2 separate regions of the Danio rerio genome follow, and region 2 is linked to region 1. Evidence: chromatin contacts called from public Micro-C data. All regions are on one chromosome and are shown on one strand. The core of a region is the stretch at or near the end of the contact, and the rest is flanking DNA. Distances in the headings are between cores, read along the strand shown. Region 1 holds the start of si:ch211-98n17.5. Region 2 holds the start of madd (MAP-kinase activating death domain).

Evidence for each region. Hi-C and Micro-C count contacts between places; a contact is called where the count stands out from the background.
Region 2: a contact with region 1 is called in a Micro-C map of caudal fin, with 4 times the contacts expected there. The contact joins the promoter of madd here to the promoter of si:ch211-98n17.5 in region 1. A contact is called at or near these places in 2 of 18 Hi-C or Micro-C datasets (caudal fin and an unstated tissue).

Annotation. Positions count from the first base shown.
Region 1 is chr7:34,337,094-34,340,644 of GRCz12tu, forward strand. It overlaps si:ch211-98n17.5, which reads right to left and starts at 1,912. Exons shown (of 4, transcript XM_021471992.2): 1 at 1,871-1,912.
Region 2 is chr7:34,477,245-34,480,898 of GRCz12tu, forward strand. madd (MAP-kinase activating death domain) reads right to left here and starts at 1,667. Exons shown (of 32, transcript XM_073908709.1): 1 at 1,389-1,667.

The sequences.
Region 1 (3,551 bases), core at 662-3,161:
AGGTTTATAAGTACAGAGTTATCCAATATTTGTTTAATTCTAGTTTGATCTTGGTCATAACTTAAAATATTCATATGGTGTTTCTTCATGGTGTATTTATCATATTTTTTCTGTTTGTTTATTAAAGCATGTGGATGAAAACTACCTCCCTGTATAAAAGTAACAGTATATTTAATTTACCACTGCACTATTAAAGCTCGAATCAATCAAAAGATGAAAGATTTTAAAAAATCAATCAACATTTGAGTGAAGCAAAATCCTAAGATGCCTCTCATCTACGCAATGAAAGTGCTCTTCAGTCTATTTCTCAGAAACTTCATTTTAGCAGTCCTTTGTTCAGTCCTTTTCACTGAAGTGTATCTAAGCCCTCTTGATGCAAGTGTAACATACACCATTCAACCATGTTACTGCATTGCAGTAACATGAGGTGAGCAACAATATTCTCAATTGTTTGTATAGAATACTTCATACACACCCAAACTAAATTTAGATACATATTTTAAGTGCCTTTTTTCCAAATCAAACCAGAACAAAGTGACTTCCTCTCAAATACTTCTAGAAATACTGTAAATACTTTTAATGAAACGTAGATATGGCATGTAACGAAAATTAAAAAATGAATTGATATTTGCTTTTTAGTATTATTTTGATGTGCTTTTGGTTGGACACACCTTTACTTCAGGTGACCAACTGAATGAATATTTTCATCACAACGTCACTTATCAGCTATTCCTGTTTGGCAAGTTTATCTGCTACTATTTATTGACAACAAAACATCAAAACGACTGCGATTATACAGTATCATTGTTATTTAAATGAAAGTATTTGAGGGAGTAGATAAAATCAGGGACATTTTATGCTGCATACAGATGTTGATTATTTGTAAACATACTGTTTTCTTTTTAAAATATTTATCGAATGTAATTTTTATTTCCTATTTCATCATTTAAAAGTATCTTTTTTTATACATTTAAAAATATAGTTTATGTTTACCAGAATGATTTTGAATCATTATAAGTCACAGTGAAATGATGTCTGTTTTATTAAGATATACATGTGGATTAAATTAGAAATGTGGGTTGAATACAAAAAAATGCCATTAGACACTCTTTAAAACATCCTGGAGGAAAATATTCTATTAATGATCTGAGAATGTGCCAGAGCAGGTTTCTTAGTAATGCATAAGTGACACGTCTTTTCTAAAAGTTTGTGACAAAATCAACAAACAGCAACTCCACGTACTGAGATGAGAAGTGTCGTGTTAGGTTAAAGAGATAATTCACCTTTCAAAAATAAAAATAATAAAATTTAAAAAATACCATCACAATAAACTGGTTAAAAGTGATAAAAGTTCTGATAAAAGTTCTATTTTTAGAACTAGTTCCAGTTTCTATTTGTTGAACACACAAGATATTTTGAATAAAGACTGACATCCATACTATAGGGGAAAATTACTATAGATGCCAATGGCTAAAGGTTTCCAACATTCTGGAAATATCTTCTTTTGAGTTTAATGAACGAGAGAAACTCAAACAGACAGAAGTTGAGTAAATGATGACAGAATTTTCAGTTTTGATTAAAGTATCTCTTTAAATTTAAGCGCAATATTTATTTCACTGTACTAATTTTAGGTTATCAGATTAAAATTAATGATTTATTAAACCTCTGAACAAGTATGTCAATCATCCCAATGATTTGAAATTGATCTAATCCTAACATCTTTCTTTGATGGACCAACAATTCCGATTGCCTTCACCCCACTGACATCTAATACCTAAACCCCATTTCACATCAAACCAGGCCAGCTGAATTTTAAAACAGAGCAACATTCCTCAATAGGCTTCGGTGTATATAAAATAAAAATGCTCACCTGAGAGCAGACTGGTGGGCTCAGCTTGAAACAGAATCATCTGAGAGCTTAGAAACTGCATCCAGAGACAAGAGGCGAGGGGAGGGATCAGGGAACTGGCCTTTCCTGAATGTGTACCTAAAACCACACCTCTGCATCACACTTCCTAGATGCAAACAAGCAAATAAAGCAGTGATGTGCGTCAACTGCCATGAAGACTGAAACTAAATGTCAATCTCCATCTATACGTCACTAATACACACCTTGTCACTGTCAAAGGTTTATCCTGGTGGGGGGATCGGAGTCCCCGAGCTAATGATATTCCCTGAAGGGAGGAGCACCTGTCGCCCATGAGCATTCCTCCCGTGCCCCGTGTCTATGGGAACACACAGGTCACACAGATCTGCTTTCCACTGACCTAAAACAAAAGAAACATGCTATTTTTTGCCATTTTTTATGTTCTTTATGCATCATAGGAATGTGTTTAGTCATAAGAGGTTAGAGGTCGCATATTTACTGCATCATACTGGGTTGGTTATAGTTTTAGGCATGTCCTTTTGAGAAAGATTAGGGTTATCAGTGTTATTAGTGGATAATTAAGAGCTTGAAAATAGTGTAGATTTAAACAACCTGTGAAATATCATCATGAGCTGAATGAAAGTTGAGTCCGGTCAAACGACTTGCTTTTTCAACACGGGACCAGCAGAGGGCAGAGTAACTTCATTCTGTCCTAAAAAAACAAATGATGGCCACTAAATCTGATACTATTTTATTCATTCCTTTCTTCGGTTTAGACCCTTTATTCACCAGGGGTCGCCACAGCGGAATGAACCAACTTATCCAGCATGTTTTACACAGTGGATGTCCTTCCAGCTGCAACCCATCACTGGGAAACACCCATACACTCTCACATTCACAAATAAACTATGGCCAATTTTGCTTACCCAATTCACCTATAACGCATGTCTTTGGAGTTTTGAGGGAAACCAAAGCACCCAGAGAAAACCCACGCCAACATGGGGAGAACCTGCAAACTCCACACAGAAATGCCAACTGACCCAGCAAGTTCAATGGCACGTGATTACACATTAATACAGCATTTGAATCATACACAGGGTTCCCACTCTTTCATGAACAGCATGCTTCAATGACTTTCAATGGCTTTCAATGATCTTTTAAAGCGCCTTTAATTTTAAATTAAGCACCTTTCTAAATTCCCCCAAAAGTATCATAATAAAAACTCCTTACTATACCTAACATTTCATTTACACTGAACATTTACGTTAAAATATCTTACACTGAACATTTACATTAAAATATCAAAGTAATGATGATGCTTTGAAAATGTCATTTTTAAAACTATATTGACACTTTTAAACAGTCAAACTTTATTAAAATCTGTTGAATGGAATACTGGTAATCTTCAAATGTAATTTCTGAAATATCGATAAAATGCGCATCATTGCATAGTCCTTTACGAATTTTAAATGTAAGATTTTTAAATTAAGGATTGATCATTTCTTGGTTCTGTTTCTGACAGCAGAGCAGTACAATTGCTGAAAATACACCATGAACAAATTTTATTTCGAATTTAATTCAAGCACTTTTGTTTTTTTCACATTCAAGTTCTTTCAAGTGCACTGAAAAAATATTCATAGATGATTCCTTCTATTTACTCAATAAAAAAAATAAAAATCAGTGG
Region 2 (3,654 bases), core at 417-2,916, 140 kb after region 1:
CATCAGCTGCCAACCGAAAGCTTTTAGCATTCTCCTTGTACACGCAAAGCATAATGGGTAATTTTGCATTCTAAGAAAAAGGTCTCTAGTGTAGACAGAGATCTGTTCAGAAATCCTAGGTGAAATGCCAGTGTGGACGCGGATCGTTTTTTTAGAAAAAACAAATTTTGTTTAGAAACAAAATCTGTCTTCTGCTGAACATAAAGCAAGACATTTTATCAAGTCAATGGTTCCAGGTTTGTTTTCTTTAAAACATCTTCCTTTATGTTCAACAGAAGGAAGAAACTCATGAAGGTAAACAGCCACTTCAGGGTGAGTAAATGGTAATTTTTGGGTGAACTAATCCCTTTAATGAAAAGCCATTAATCTGGGCTAGATTTGCATTTATTTTTCATACCCCACCTTGTCCATATCCTAAACTGTATTTTAAACACATTACTCTGCGTTTAACAAAACCTTTGCCTTTAACTATACAGTGATGAACAATATCAAGAAACATAAATGATACTCAAATACACAAAGAAAGATTGTTCACACAAATATAATACTATAAGCTCAACCCAATGAATTCATCCATGAACGACTGAACAAGGAGAATATTTTGCAAACAAGTGACAGAACACAAAAACTGAACTGACAAAAGCTAAGAGCCGTCTCACATTTCACCCAGGAGAGAAACAACACCACTGAAGTCATCTTACACACGGCCTGATGTCGCAGCTATTCCAGTGTCCCAACAGAGAAAAGCTGTTCAAACAAATTCAGGGAGGTCAAACTGTACCGTGGAGCCGTGCTTTACGTGTATCACATCATCATCATCATCATCACCACCATCGTCATCACGACAACATGATGACTTGAATACAGCACTACATCCAAACCCCCTCAGGAAAGAAAACCCGTGTCCTTATGACCTCTGGAGAGCAAACACACACACAGGGACATCTGCTCGGGATCTTAGACGAATAGGGGTGCAGGTCTTTTTTGTGTGTAATTTATAGCCTTCTGTTGTGTCATTCAGCCTCATCAGATGCACTGACTCCGAGGGCATCAATTAATGATGAGAGCCCTGCCTATCGACAGCCCTGTTATCAGGCACTCCTGACATTTGACAGTCTTTGATCATATATTATAAGCAGAGATCCAGTGAAACACACATTTACAATGAGAAAGATAAAGACCAGCGGCTAGCAGTGGCTAACAGGATCAAATAGCTAGCTGTCAAAGCTGCTTATACAAGCAGCTGCGTACATTTTCACACCGTTACAACGAAAACACCTTCATCCATTTCATCACTAACTTTACCGCTGCTCCAGAGCTAACCATAACAAGAGCACCACATACGAGTTAACATAAGGTTAGGCAAGAGGAGTAAAACAGATACTGACCTCCAGAAGCTAACGCCGCCGCTACTCGCTTTAGCCGTGTTTCTGTGGCCCTGCTGCGGCGAAACAGCGTCTCAGAGCGCGTTGCTCGCTTGCAACGATGACGAGCTCATGATGTGACAGTGGCGCAACGCGACGCAAAGACCGCACGACCGTGTCTTGCAGCAGCAACAGCAGCAGCCCAGTCAGTGATGCGGTGGTGATTGTGCCTGTAGATAAACGCTGCTCGTCCTCCTCCTGTTTCTCTCTGCCTGCACACTGACTGTACGATAGCGACGTGATGGAATCGTTCGCTTGAGTCGGTTCTTTTCATTGAATCAGTTGAACCGGTTCTTCAATTGTTTACGATTTGTTTGAATCAGTCTAACTCCTAATGAACAGGGAAACGATGCTTGAACTGAATTTCAGCCAAAATTAAAAAAAAAAAAAACAGCCATCTATACTATTCTGTTCTATTCAGCGCAAAAGAAGATATTTTGAAATATGTTGGAAAGCATTTAACATTTGGCTTCCATAATATTTGTTTTTTAGTATGGGTGTCAATGCATTTTTTGTTCAACAGAATAATTGAAAAAAAAAACTCTAGGAGAAGTCTAGGGTAACGTAAGTAAATGATGGGAGAATTTACATTTTTGGGTCAACTATCTGCATACTATGGGGCATTTTGGACAATTAACTTAACTTACATTACCTGAATGACCATGATAAAAAGAGCAATGTGTTTTACTTTGTGTAACCTACTACAGCAAAATTAAATATGATTCTTAAGTAATTAACACCAAGTAAAGTCAAAATTTGAAATGTCTTTTTTGTATGGAAATGCACATGCAGGCTGATGCAAAAAAATGTGCTATAACATCTAATGTTTGCACAAGCCAGCTTGGTTTACAGAAAAAAAATTGTTAACGTTCGTTTCTTATAGGTTTGAAGACGCACACTGTAAAAATGCAGGGTTCCAGACAATCCATTCATATTGTCCCAATACAAATTGATCAAGTTAACGTCAAACTTTTAACAAATTTATATGGATTAAACACAAAAACAATTAAGTTGTCCCAATAAAATCTCAAGAACTGTGTTGATACAGCAAATTTTAATGAGTAGTTTAAACAAGCAAAAAAAAAAAAAAAAATATATATATATATATATATATATATATATATATATATATATATATATATATATATATATATATATATTGAGTCCAGTATTGTTCCTGAAATGTTATCTTTGCTTGTTCCCACAAGGTCAGGATGTTTCAGATCCCAAAAATAAATAAGTGGGAACTAAACAAAGGCAGGGATTCGGTGGTGCAGTGGGTAGCATGATCGCCTCACAGCTGGTTCGAGCCCCGGCTGGGTCAGTTTGCATTTCTGTGTGGAGTTTGCATGTTCTCCCTGTTCACGTTCCCTCCGGGTGCTCTGGTTTTCCCCACAAGTGCAAAGATGTACAGGTGAATTGGGTAAGCTAAATTGTCCGTAGTGTATGAGTGTGAATGAGTGTGTATGGATGTTTCCTGGTGATGGGTTGCAGCTGGAAGAGCATCTGGTGTGTAAAACATGTGCTGGATAAGTTGGGAGTTCATTCCACGGTGGCGATCCCAAATTAGTATGAATGAATGAATGGAAGCAAAGTTAAATGAACATAACTTGTTTTTTGCTGGGATATGGTATTTTCACAAGAACACAATGCATTGTAATGTAATTATGACGTAAACCATTCACATATAGTCCAAATATAGTACAAATCAAAATGCAGTTCCCAAGTCATGTTTTACTGAAAAAAAATACAAGAAAAAGCCAGATTGTCATAGACAGCATGATGATGTAAAGAAATTATTTTCATTTTTCCCAGCAGATTTATTATTTCCCTTATTGTAAGTTCTGTTCTATATGGTGCACGTACTTTACAATAAAATAAGCAAACATCCTAAAATAGTTTGACTTTAAAGTGTCGGATCCTTTGTTCTATAATAAAAAACACTATTGTCTGATTGCATTGTCGGAATAAATTACATGAATTCAGACAAAAAATAAAAAGCTACCCAATTCATTGAAACGAACTGTTCAAGAGAACCGATTCCCTGAAAAAGAATCGAATTTCCCCATCAACTACTGTACCGAGCGTGAGTTCCGCATACAGCCGGAGGCTGGACTGAACCATTCATTCTTTCAGAGGGGACACACTTTCACGTTCACACACATTTATAAATGAGAAGTGGCTTTTCCTGTCGTTTACCTGTTTGATTAACAATGACAAATTAGAACCA